Regions from separate parts of the Zea mays genome. Here region 2 is linked to region 1. A link is a contact called in public Hi-C data. All regions are on one chromosome and are shown on one strand. Each heading gives the region's core, a stretch centred on a gene start, on an enhancer-like site or on the middle of the called end of the contact. The rest is flanking DNA. Distances are from core to core; before and after follow the strand shown. Region 1 holds the start of LOC107522107. Region 2 holds the start of LOC103649679 (UDP-glycosyltransferase 73E1).

Evidence for each region. A called contact is a pair of places that touch in the nucleus more often than the background predicts.
Region 2: a Hi-C map of endosperm shows a contact between it and region 1, with 2.1 times the contacts expected there. The contact joins the promoter of LOC103649679 here to the promoter of LOC107522107 in region 1. A contact is called at or near these places in 4 of 25 Hi-C or Micro-C datasets (bundle sheath, ear and endosperm).

The regions. Positions count from the first base shown.
Region 1 is chr3:10,514,245-10,520,598 of Zm-B73-REFERENCE-NAM-5.0, reverse strand. It overlaps LOC107522107, which reads left to right and starts at 3,511. Exons shown (of 4, transcript NM_001322358.1): 1 at 3,511-3,986; 2 at 4,138-4,779; 3 at 4,891-4,967; 4 at 5,179-6,159. The coding sequence starts at 3,734. The coding sequence ends at 5,706.
Region 2 is chr3:10,672,497-10,678,850 of Zm-B73-REFERENCE-NAM-5.0, reverse strand. It overlaps LOC103649679 (UDP-glycosyltransferase 73E1), which reads left to right and starts at 3,436. Exons shown (of 2, transcript XM_008675414.3): 1 at 3,436-4,015; 2 at 4,792-6,075. The coding sequence starts at 3,492. The coding sequence ends at 5,788. LOC100273062 reads right to left here. Exons shown (of 2, transcript NM_001147511.1): 2 at 5,962-6,217.

The DNA.
Region 1 (6,354 bases), core at 2,262-4,761:
AGGTTCTTTTGAGATAGGCTTCCGAAAAAGAAGATGCACCTTGTTGTTATGGATACTCTATTAATTCTATTAAGCCTTGGGCCAGGATATCCCATCTCAGGGGCTAGGATATCACAATCCACCCCCCTTAGAAGACCGACGTCCTCGTTGGTCAACCCCAATCCAGGAACCTCCCCTCTTAGCCACGTCTGTGTGTCTAGTGTCGTCATATGCCATGTCATGTGACCACTCTGGGCCCACATGTGCCATGCGCCATATATCCGAAACCCACCCACGCCCGTGAAACCGTGAGGGTCGGCTTTGATACCATTTGTAACATCCTGTCCAATCCCTGGACCGGTGATACTTACTCCTGGCAGCCCTCTAGGATCATATATCATCCCCACAGACCAACACGAGTCTTTTGCACACACTTTGTCCTCACTCATACGCACCCGAGAAAACTTCCCGGTCGGTCACCCATTCTAAATTGCTCCAAGCCAAGCACGCTTAACTTGGAGGTTCTTTCGAGATAGGCTTCCGAAAAAGAAGATGCACCTTGTTGTTATGGATACTCTATTAATTCTATTAAGCCTTGAGCCATGATATCCCATCTTAGGGGCTAGGATATCACAGGTTCGTATGTCGTGAGTGGGAGGTAGACCGACGCCTCTGCTGTGGCTCGGCGCCAGGCACAATTTATCGCAGCCGGTCATGACGGATCGGTCTCGGGCCAGGTGTGGGATCCACTCGAATGGTTTCCCTTTGACACGTCTGACCCACCTGTCCGGTTCTGCCATGCCTGACCTCAGGTTTGGTGCCGCGAGGTTTGTCCAAGGGCGGGTTCTTCTAAGGTCGACATTACCTGTCTCCTCTAACTGATCATTGGGCCTTAGTTGTCGAAGGCCTTTTCCCCGATGTGCTCGCTGACCGGTGGACCCTAGGGACCGAGATCATATCCCTGACACCCCCTATCCCCAAATCCTGCCTTCACCCCCATATATATAGGGAGACGGTATATCGTGATTTCTGTGCTTCTAATAACTAAAGGAAGCCCTAGTCTAATGATACCTTTAGATTTAGTGGCACCACCTCAAACCGAAATTGGTGCGAACTCGAAGCGTGTATTGGCTGGGGCTTCCTGTAACTATTAGAAGCTCTGGGCTTCCAATATCATGTCCCTATTGAAAAGGGGAATGCTAACGCATGACGTCCGTGGAAACACATAAACAAGTGCGTTATATAGTAGAGACATGCTATGATCAATAAACACTAGGAATGGTAGCATAAATAACTTCACAAAGAGCACCAATATATCATTTTTACGAATAATTTGGAGTTGGTTTCATATTTTTATGATTTAAAAATCTATTAGTTATGGATTCTAAATTATATAATTTATTTTTAAAAATACAAAGCCACCTTTAAAGATGACAACTTTGTATTGCTAGTTTAGTAGTGCAAAAATATGGTTTCAGATATGGTTACGATAATAAACTAAAATATTTCTTAAATCTACATATAAGCTATATATTATGAAAACTAAATAAAATATAGCTATATACTATATCATATATGTTTCAAAGTACGTACATATATACATGCATGCACATGTAGAGCATCAAAGTACGTACGTAGTATCAAACTGATTGTTCGCGTAGGGAGGGGAGAGAAAGGAGAGAATCGAGAGGAAAGGTAGGGATTGGAGTCTTGTACCTGAAGACTGCCCCAAGAAAGCGACCAACCCAAATTATTGCACAGGGAATTCGATGCACCAATACACACATACACACCCTTTCTCCCTGGCCTTCTCTCTCTACCCCCAGTATAGCAACACCCATGACATACCTGCACTGTTCTCTCTCTCTCTCTATCTTCTTCCAGTCCTTTCTCTCTCTAGTGTATATAGAGAGAATCTTCTTACCTTCCTTACCACTTCCTAAAAAGCCAAGAGTAGCAGCAGCACAGTAGGGGAGATTCTCACTCTATCTCTCTCTCTCTCTCTAGCACACCATGCATTTCCTTTGTGTCCTCCTTTATGCGTGCTTGGTATCCCCCAAAGCCTAAGATATTCCTTGCTTGAGCCATGCTAATATATTCCCTGCGAATGCAAAGTGAGCCGGCGGTACTTCTCTTCTTTCACACACAGGGATTGGAGCAAGCATACATGTGTGTTATTCCCACAGCTAGCCAAGAAGAAGAAGAGCTTGTGTGTGAAGGGATGCACCGCCCTTTTCAAAGCAAAGATGGAGGAATCCTTTCATATCTTTGGGGGGGCTTGAATTATGTGTGGTATATGCTGCTTTACCTGCTTTGCCATCTCTCCTTTGATTAATCCTGCAGGAATCATCCATTAGAAGCCCCGCGCCCCCCCCAAAAACAAAAGTTGACAACGTTTGAGCATCTACGTACGATATATAATAACTTAGCCATTGATGGATTTTTGTATACGTTTGTTTTGGTTTTTGTAATATAAATATAATGCAAGTTGGGAGCTGGAGGCGCGAGATGTGATTCTCATCAGGTAGGTATATCTGGTGATTATCCCTGCGTTTTGAGATGGAAATTAGGTAAAAGGTAAATATTCTCCAAGACACCTAGTTGGGTTCTCCCTTGGACTTGCAAGGTTCTCTTTGGACTGCTTTGGGCAGCTCATCTAGCTTTAATTCCTTTGAATCAAACAACAACGCACACAGCTTGTTGCTAATAAGCTTTCTCTTCGCTCGCTCTCCCGTGGGTGGGCACAAATGCAAGCACGCGGGTAGATTCTGCTGGTTGTGTAAAAAAAAAACCTTTGCAAAGTAAACTTATCACAAAATGAGCATCCGTGTAAAAGATTTCCCAGCCTAGCTAGCTATAGGGTAGCTAGCTAGGTTAAAATTGCACATATATACATGTGCAGCAGGTGCCCATTGCGACAAGAAGATCTGGCCATGCATGTAAAAGTTCCAATTTTTCATGCATGCATGCTAAGGTGAACGCACCTAGAACTCTGAATGACAGAGTGCAGAGTTTGATCTACCAGAAGCACACACTGACACACAGGTGATCATCAGGGAAAACTGGCGGCTACACTACACAAGCTAGCTAGAGATGAGAGAGAGAGAGAGAGAGAACCAATGCAAATGGCCTAGCTCATCCCGTTGTGTTCGTTGTGTGGTCGTTGTGTTGTCCTGCGAGGACAACCGGACGGGGATAAGTTTTTTTGATTCCCTTGTATGTACATGATGCATGAAACCTCCTGCATATGCAGAAGCTTTTGCATGCAGATGCCTTTGATCTTTGCAAGAAGTTACCATGCCTTTGCTTTTTCCCGCCTCGTCCCCCCCCCCCCCCCCCCCCCCCTGTGCCTGTGCTGCTGCCTGCTCCTGCTGTGGCTACTCCTAGTCCTAGCTCGCAAGATCACACACACTTGGCTTTTCCTTTCGTCCCCTTCCCCTCTCTAAATCCACCTTTATCCTCCCTCCCATCCCAGAACTCACCCTTAAAAAGAAGCCGATTCCCCCTCTGATCCCTCATCAAACACACACACACACACACATCCACATTCCCCTACACCTCCTCCGCCTCCTCCTCCTCTCTCTCTCTCTCTCTAGCACACAGCAGTACAGTTGATCATATTATCTGAGAAGTACTATACTAGTAAAAGCTTGTAGCAGCTAGCTACAGCCAATAGTGTAAGCTCCAACACAGACAAATATACTTGCGCCAGTAGTGAGTGATTCTAGTACATCCTCGGATCGAGCTTGGCAGCATGGCTTCTTCGCCGTCCGACCTAACCCTAGACTACAAGCCCAACGGCAACGGCGCCGCGTACGCAGTGACGACCCCGAAGCCGCCGCAGGAGACGCTCGTGGTGGACGGACACCACCACCACCACCATCTGACGGCGGCGGAGCAGACGACGCAGAAGCTCCGGGAGTTCCTCGCGCGCCTGGAGGAGGAGCGGCTCAAGATCGACGCCTTCAAGCGCGAGCTCCCCCTCTGCATGCAGCTCCTCAACCACGGTGAGTAATAAGCGTATAACGTCGTTACGTTACGTCGTCGTCGATCGTGTGCGCATGCATCGATCGATGCATGCCATGCATGCATGGCCGTGTCGTGTCGTGGCGCAATGTGTTAGTTGCTGATCGAGCGTGGGCGCATGCATCCACGCAGCCATGGAGTCGTACCGGCAGCAGCTGGAGGCGTACCAGATGGGGAGCCTGCAGGGCGCGCCGGCGAGGCCGCTGGTGCTGGAGGAGTTCATGCCGCTCAAGAACATCGGGATCGACGCCGCCGCCGACAAGATGGGGAACCCGACGTCGGAGAAGGCGAGCTGGATGGAGTCGGCGCAGCTCTGGAACGGGCCCGCGGCAACGGCGGACGTGGCCGCCAGGGGGCCGCAGACGCCCAAGGAGAGCGCGGAGTGCGCGCACGGCGCCGCGGGCGCCGGCCACGGGCAGCGCAACGGCGGCGGCGGCGGCGGCGCGTTCCTCCCGTTCGCCAAGGACAAGACCGCGTCCGCGGCAGAAGGCGCGGCGCTGCCGGAGCTCGCCCTCGCGCCCGCGGACAAGGACGCGGCCGACGCTGACAGGAAGCCGTACCTTGATGCCGCCGCCGGCAGCAACAACGGTGGCGTCCTGGGCTCGCGGAGAGACGCCGTCCAGAGCGGGGTCGTCAACGTCAAGCCGGCGCCGAACGCGCCGGAAGGGCAGCAGGCGGCACCGCCGCAGACGCACCGCAAGGCGCGGCGGTGCTGGTCGCCGGAGCTGCACCGCCGCTTCGTCAATGCCCTCCAGATCCTCGGCGGCGCTCAAGGTACAGACACTGGCATGCCACAGACACTTTGCTATGTTAGACAAAATGCCAAACGCATGCATGCGTGTCCCATGATCATGACAAATAATACTTGTTTCCTGCTTGCAAAAGTGGCGACCCCGAAGCAGATCCGCGAGCTGATGAAGGTGGATGGATTGACCAATGATGAGGTGAAAAGCCATCTCCAGGTAAATTATAACTCTCCGTGCACGGCACCACCGATGCACACGATGCAGCATAGTATAGTAGCATACTATCGAGCAATTCATCATTGGTCATTATGAATTTATGATTCCAGAGATGGCGTTGGAGTAACAGACAAGACTGTATGTGTATAAACTATAGCGATTATTATTCATTCCCTGATTGTTACCCTCCTCGTTTGTGGTGGCCGTGCAGAAGTACAGGCTGCACACACGGCGGCCGATGCCGGCGCCGCCCGCACCGGCGACCGCCGCGCCGCAGCTGGTGGTCCTCGGCGGCATCTGGGTCCCGCCGGAGTACGCGTCGCAGGCGGCGGGGCAGGCCATCTACGGCGCGCACCCGGCGACGCAGCCGCACTACACGGCGGCGGCGGCGCAGGAGTACTACCCGTCCCCCGCCGCGGTGCACCACCTCCAGCACCACCCGGCGGCCGCCGCCATGGTGCACCGTGCGGCCGCGGCACCGCCGCCGCCGCAGCAGGCCGCGTACAGCAAGGCGGCGGCGATGGCGGGCTCGCCTCCCGGATCGGAAGGGCGGGGCAGCGCCGGAGGAGGCAGCATCGGCGGCGGAGGCGGGAGGGAGAGGTCGGAGAGCATCGAGGAGGAAGGCGAGGTGGAGGAGCGGGAAGAGGATGACGAAGACGACGACGACGACATGACGGCCAACAAGGCCGACGGCGAGGGGGCCGCCGCCGGTGCCGGAGTCGGCGCCGCCATGTACTAATTAATAATCGACCAATTAACTAGCGCATGCTGCTACTCTACTCTACTCTACCATTAGCTACCTTGTTAATCGCCATTAGCTCCGGGTTGTTAAGCAGCGCATGTGCTGTAGCATCACCGGGAAAAAAGTGAATTTTTGTTCGCGCCCGCGCGGAGAACGGATGCCGACGACCGGCCTGAGCTCGCTCCAGTCAACATGTGGTGGAGTAGTGGAGGCGGTGGACGGTGTGAGAGTGTCCGAGATTGTCTCATTCGTGATGTGATACATGTGAGCGAGAGCGAGGGCCTATCCTTCGCTTTTATTTTAGGGCTTGGCGTATTGGTCTCTGGTTATCTTTTCCCCCTTTCTCTCTCTCTCGCTTTCGCTTTGGACTAGTGTACTGTACTAGTAAATATTTTTGCGGTGGATAAGTTATGTAAACTTGCTTGGATCGGCCTTGGGTCCAGAGATAATTTCACTGGGAAATGTGAAGTCAAGTTTAGTTTGTGATTATTTTATAGTTAGGGTACGTACAACCCTATTAAATAAGACGTCTTTTGATGAGTGTTTAGGGCAAGTTTGCGAGCTACAAAATCGGAGGGATTGAATGGACTAAAATCAATGAGAAGAGGATTTTAACCTCTCAATCCCATCCAGTATTTTAGCTCT
Region 2 (6,354 bases), core at 2,187-4,686, 160 kb before region 1:
TTGAACCCGAGTACCCGGGAAAAAGCAGAATATTTGATGGAAGAACAGGAGATCCCTTCGAACAGCCTGTTCTAATAGGGAAGTCCTATATCTTAAAATTAATTCATCAAGTTGATGAGAAAATTCATGGACGTTCTACTGGGCCCTACTCACTTGTTACCCAACAACCCGTTAGAGGAAGAGCCAAGCAAGGGGGACAACGAATAGGAGAAATGGCAAACTGACCTTTCAGACCTCGAAGCTCCTTTTTCAGAAAACGAAATTAAGAGGATTATTCATCTCATGCCTTCGCAACGCGCTCCGGGCCCAGACGGTTTCATTGGGCTGTTTTATAAGAAATGTTGGGACATTGTAAGAAGCGATTTGTCCGAGGCGCTTTGTGGGTTTTACAATTTACGCACTAACAAGCTGCACCTAGCGAACGAGGCCAATATTGTGCTCCTCCCAAAAAAAGAGAATGCTTTGCACCTTACGGACTTTCGACCGATCAGCTTGATCAATAGCCTAGCAAAAATAATCACAAAGGTACTGGCTGAGAGATTGGCTCCAAAACTGGGACAACTAGTATCTCGCTCACAAAATGCCTTTATCAAGGGAAGGTGCATTCATGACAATTTTTTATATGTCCAAAGAGTAATCCAGAAGCTGCACAAATCCAAGAATCCATCTCTCTTCATCAAGTTGGACATAGCAAAAGCTTTTGACTCTGTTAGCTGGGCATATCTTTTGGAGGTGCTGGAAGCTTTTGGTTTCGGTAGAAAATGGAGAAATTGGATTTCAGCTATCCTTGCTTCCTCTTCGTCGCGTATCTTCATGAATGGCAGACTAGGAAGAAAAATCATTCATAAGCGTGGCCTTCGTCAAGGAGATCCTCTATCTCCGATGTTGTTCATCTTGGCTATCGATCCACTTCAGAGAATTATAGAGCGTGCTATTCACTCGAGCGTCCTCTCTCATGCCCTTCCTAAGCCGGCTACTTTGCACTGCTCACTCTATGCTGACGACGCTGGACTATTTGCAAAGCCGTCGGCTTCTGACCTGTATGCTTTAAGGCGCATCCTCCAGACCTTTAGTGATTGTTCTGGTCTCAAGTTTAATATGAGTAAAACAGAGTTGTACCCTATTCGGTGTCATCCTGGTGTAGTTGAGGCACTGCTTCACTGCTTCCCTGGAAAGATTGCCTCTTTCCCTGGAAAATATCTTGGTCTGCCCCTTCACACTAGAAAACTTAGAAGAATTGAGATGCAGCCTCTGGTTGACAAAATTCGTGCAAGGCTTCCAAGATGGAAAGGAAAATTGCTCTCCAAAGCGGGTAGATTGACTCTCGTTAACACAGTTCTGTCCTCTCAACCAATCTACCACCTAACGGTATTTCCAGCCCAGAGATGGTTACTGAAGCAAATTGACAAAATTAGACGAGGGTTTCTTTGGAAAGGCGAGGAACCAGAAGTATTGCCTTGTGAACTGGCCAACGGTTTCACGCCCAAAAAATCTTGGTGGTCTTGGAGTGGTAGACCTGGAACGCTTTGCTCGAGCTCTTCGAATCCGTTGGATGTGGTTCCAATGGAGAGACCGGGACAGGGCCTGGACGGGGCTTGACACCCCATGTACCAAAGAAGATAGAGACTTTTTTCATGCTTCAACTTCGGTGACAGTTGGCAATGGGACCCTTGCTTCTTTCTGGTTCTCCAATTGGATTAATGGCATGGCGGCGCGTCTCATTGCCCCCAATCTCTTCATTAAGGCAAAGCGCAAAAACATTAAGGTACATAAGGCCCTGCTCAACAATACATGGATTTCTCTTATTTCTCCGGTTTCTGGGGAAACTGAAATAATTGAATTTGTGAGACTTTGGGAAGCCATCCATGAAGTCCATATAAATATTGAGGAAGTAGACAAAATCAGATGGCGCTGGACATCAGATGGCGAATACTCTACCAAGAGTGCTTACCTGGCTCAGTTCCACGGGAGTTTTGCCAAGCTCAAACTTTCTCCAGTTTGGAAGGCGAAGACAGAGCCTAAATGTCGGTTCTTTGCATGGACCCTCCTCCATAACAAAATTCTAACGGCCAATAATCTTCAGAAGCGAGGTTGGAATAATGATCCTATCTGCAAGCTTTGTAAGCGCGAACCGGAGACGGTGGGCCATCTAGCAAAAGATTGCATATTCACAAAATCGTGTTGGAGTTGGCTCAGCTCGTGGTATAACCTCTCCTCTCTGCCAAAGTTGGACCAGTGCTCGTCGATCTATGGATGGTGGAGGAAGTGCAGACTAAAAGTAGAGAAAACTGCTCGCAAGGAATTCGATGGTCTCTGTATTTACTTTTGGTGGGAGATTTGGAAAGAAAGAAATCGAAGAATCTTTCATGGTCTTGAGAAGAGCGAGCGAGAAGTGGCCAACTTCGTCAAAGAAGATTTCAACCCGCAAAGAGCTTCTAGTTAATTTTAGCGTTTTGTGTGTGTGGCGTGCTGGGTTTCTAGTGGGCTGTTTTGCTAGTGCTTCTTTTCTTTTCTTTGCCCCCCTCTACCCTAGTGTTGTTTTTTCTTTTCCTTTCCAGTGTTTGTAAGTGTCCCTTTCTAATAAATTTTTGGCCATGGCAATGCTCTTGCCGTGTCCTTTTTCAAAAAAAAAATTCAGAACAGTGAAAACGAAATCGTGAACCCTGAGTCCCTGACCCACACACACACACCTGAAAGAAGCAGGTACAAGGATATCATGGAAGCTTATACTCCCTCAGTCCGTTTTTATCCAGCACAAATTTTAAACTATATGGCGTCAAATAAATGAAAACGGAGCTAGTACACATGGCAGATGACAATGACTAATGGTGTTTCCTTGGTCGGAAGTACTGCGCGCGCATGCAAGATTGCCAAGTACATCTTGCCAAAAATAAAAGGGGCCCAAGGGGGGGATCCACGACCAGTTTTCCAAATAGATGAGATCCGCCTGAGAAGAACCGGCACTCGGACACACTTCCTTTATGCAGAAAATGATACAACGAGCAACGCAAGCATCACCAGCAAGATCAAAAGGCTCCAGAGCAAATCTGTATTTGTGGAGCAGCTGCTGCAGCAGAAGCGAGCAGCCGACAGTATAAAGACTCGAGTGCAACATAGCCTAAACTTCTAGTGGATAACCTATTTGCTTACCCATTTTAGTCACAGGATTGTCAAGAATCCCGGGCATGTTAGGCAGTGACGATACAGGTCCGAGCTATCTGTACTATTGCAGTCGAACAGCTGCTCCAATCCACGACTCTGATTGACGTGTCAACGTGCGCCATCTAAGCTGCCGCAATCTGCAATTTGTTTTAGCTGCCGGCCTCTTTCCTCCCTGATAACATGACGTGTGAACATGCGTCACCAAGCCCTGCCCACATCGCTTTCGTAGCACGAGGAAGAGAAGAGACACTATACATATCCACCTCAGCTGCCATCTCCTCCAGTGCAAACAGCAGTACGACTTCCACCTCACAGCTAGCCACACAGCCATGGCGGCGGCGGCGGCCTCTGCCACCCAAGCAGCACTCGCGCTCGCCCACGACCTGGAGGACGCCTCCGAAAGGAAGGCACACTTCGTGCTGGTCCCACTGATGGCGCAGGGCCACACCATCCCGATGACCGACATGGCGTGCCTGCTGGCCAGGCACGGCGCGCGGGTCAGCTTCGTCACCACGCCGCTGAACGCCTCTAGGATCGCGGGGCTCATCGACCACGCGGCGGCGGCGGGCCTCGCGATCCGGTTCGTCAGGCTCCGCTTCCCCGCCGCCGAGTTCGGCCTGCCCGAGGGGTGCGAGAACGCCGACATGCTCCAGTCCAGAGACCTGTTCAAGAACTTCATGGACGCCTGCGCGGCGCTGCGGGAGCCACTCGCTGCGTACCTCAGAGAGCAAGAACAACCTCCGAGCTGCGTCGTATCGGACATGAGCCACTGGTGGACAGGTGACATCGCGAGGGAGTTTGGTGTCCCCAGGCTGACGTTCAATGGCTTCTGCGGCTTCGCGTCCCTTGCCAGGTATTTTGATATATCATGTTTTATTATCACTAAAAATGTCTTTGGTCGTCCTAAAACTGGTGTAAAAAGTAGCATACGTTCCTTCATATAAGAAAAAAGGTCTTGTTTGTATCCGCTTATAAGCCTGTGCCTAATAATCCATCCATATTATTACCTAAAACATTATTTTACATTATAGGTTGTATTGTTCGTATAGTAGAATTCAAATATGGGTACGAGGATGCTGGAGCTAGCCTAACAGTCATACAACGGGGATTTTTTTTCCTCCCAATTCTCGATTCAAAGTTCTGAAGCTGCAGTAGCATAAAAGCAGAAATAATCAAAGCATCCGGTGGGACTCGCTTTTTACACTAAAAACTGATTTTAGTTGGAAATAAAAATGGTGAATGACAATTATGTATATAGAGGAAAGTATTCATCTGAGCACTACAAATACAACTCAGAAACGGTGTTTATAAGTGTAACGTAAGGAAAAATATATATATTAATCATAATACTAATTAGAACTTGCTTCTCTAAAACTTCAGAGCTCAGCTCTAAAAGCTTTAGATCACTTTAGCTTACTTTTAAGCTCTAAAGCTTTAATTTAGAGCTCTGCCTCTAAACTTTAGGTAGAGGGTATGCAAACAGGCCCTTAATTAGCAACAGTAATTTAGTTTACGCTCCAGCCAATAGTGGAAGAAATCCAACAGTAACATGTTGACTAACTGGCAGTGACAGGAAACAAGTTTGCAGCATAATGCGATTATTAAATACGATACAATTATATTTTGCAGGTACATCATGGTCCGCGACAACTTGCTGGAACACGTCGAAGATGAGAATGAGCTCGTCAGTTTCCCAGGATTCCCAACGCCGCTTGAGCTGACGAAAGCAAGATGCCCTGGAAGTGTATCTGTTCCCGGTCTGGATCAGATCCGTAAGAAGATGTATGAGGAGGAGATGAGATCCAGTGGTGTTGTCATAAACAGCTTCCAAGAGCTGGAGGCCTTGTACATCGAGTCCTTCGAGCAGGTTACAGGGAAGAAGGTCTGGACAGTGGGACCAATGTGTCTGTGCAACCAGGACAGCAACACGATGGCGGCGAGAGGAAACAAGGCCTCAATGGATGAGGCGCAGTGCCTGCAATGGCTCGATTCCATGGATCCGGGCTCGGTGATCTTTGTAAGCTTCGGCAGTATGGCCCGCACCGCGCCTCAGCAGCTCGTTGAGCTGGGACTAGGGCTGGAATCTTCCAACAGGGCGTTCATCTGGGTGATCAAAGCAGGAGATAAGTTTCCAGAAGTTGAGGGATGGCTCGCGGACGGGTTCGAAGAACGGGTGAAGGACAGAGGCTTGATCATAAGGGGCTGGGCGCCGCAGGTTATGATCCTGTGGCATAGATCTGTTGGAGGTTTCATGACACACTGTGGGTGGAACTCGACATTAGAGGGAGTCTGTGCAGGCGTGCCCATGATCACATGGCCACACTTTGCAGAGCAGTTTGTGAACGAGAGGCTGGTGGTGGACGTGCTGAAAACTGGGGTGGAGGTTGGAGTCAAAGGGGTGACACAATGGGGGCATGAACAAGAGGAGGTTACAGTGACAAAGGATGATGTGGAGGCAGCTGTGTCCAGGTTGATGGATGAAGGTGAGGCTGCAGAGGAGATGAGGATGAGAGCAAGAGAATTTGGTGTTAAGGCAAGGAAGGCTTTGGTAGAGGGAGGTTCTTCGTATAATAATATAAATCTATTGATTCATGAAATGGGAAACCGGGCAAATGTATCTACCTAGCTAGCATAGAGAAGGGATTAAGCTCCCTCCCCCCTCTCTGGAGGCAAAATATAATGCATAAAGACTATCAATAGTTATCTTTGAAATCAATCTGTAACCAGGTGGCGCTTTCAAGAAAAAAAGGAGAAATGGGCCAGCAACAATCAATTCCTATTAAAATGCATATGAAAGGTCATAGAACTTAGAAGCTTGTTAGAAATGAAAAATACATCACCTACGACCTACATGTACATCTGTATTACAACATGGTGACTGGAACCTTCAAACAAGTATATGTGTTGGAAATCGACTACAAGTGCAGAATTCTAATCAATGAGGCATTGAGCTTTCTTCAGGATTTCCCCCAAACTACAAGGAAAATTAGTTACTTACTAGCTAAGATATGGAATCGTTTTGATATTTGGCCTCTGATTGGATCTCTTGAGGAACCTGCATTATAATACCAATAACTTTTCTTAGAAGAATTAAATCAATGTCTAACTAAAGTACATGGGGAAAAAAGAACAAGTATATCACGCATGGCCAAAATAGTCACATAATCCATTCCAAATATGCAACCTTGCTGC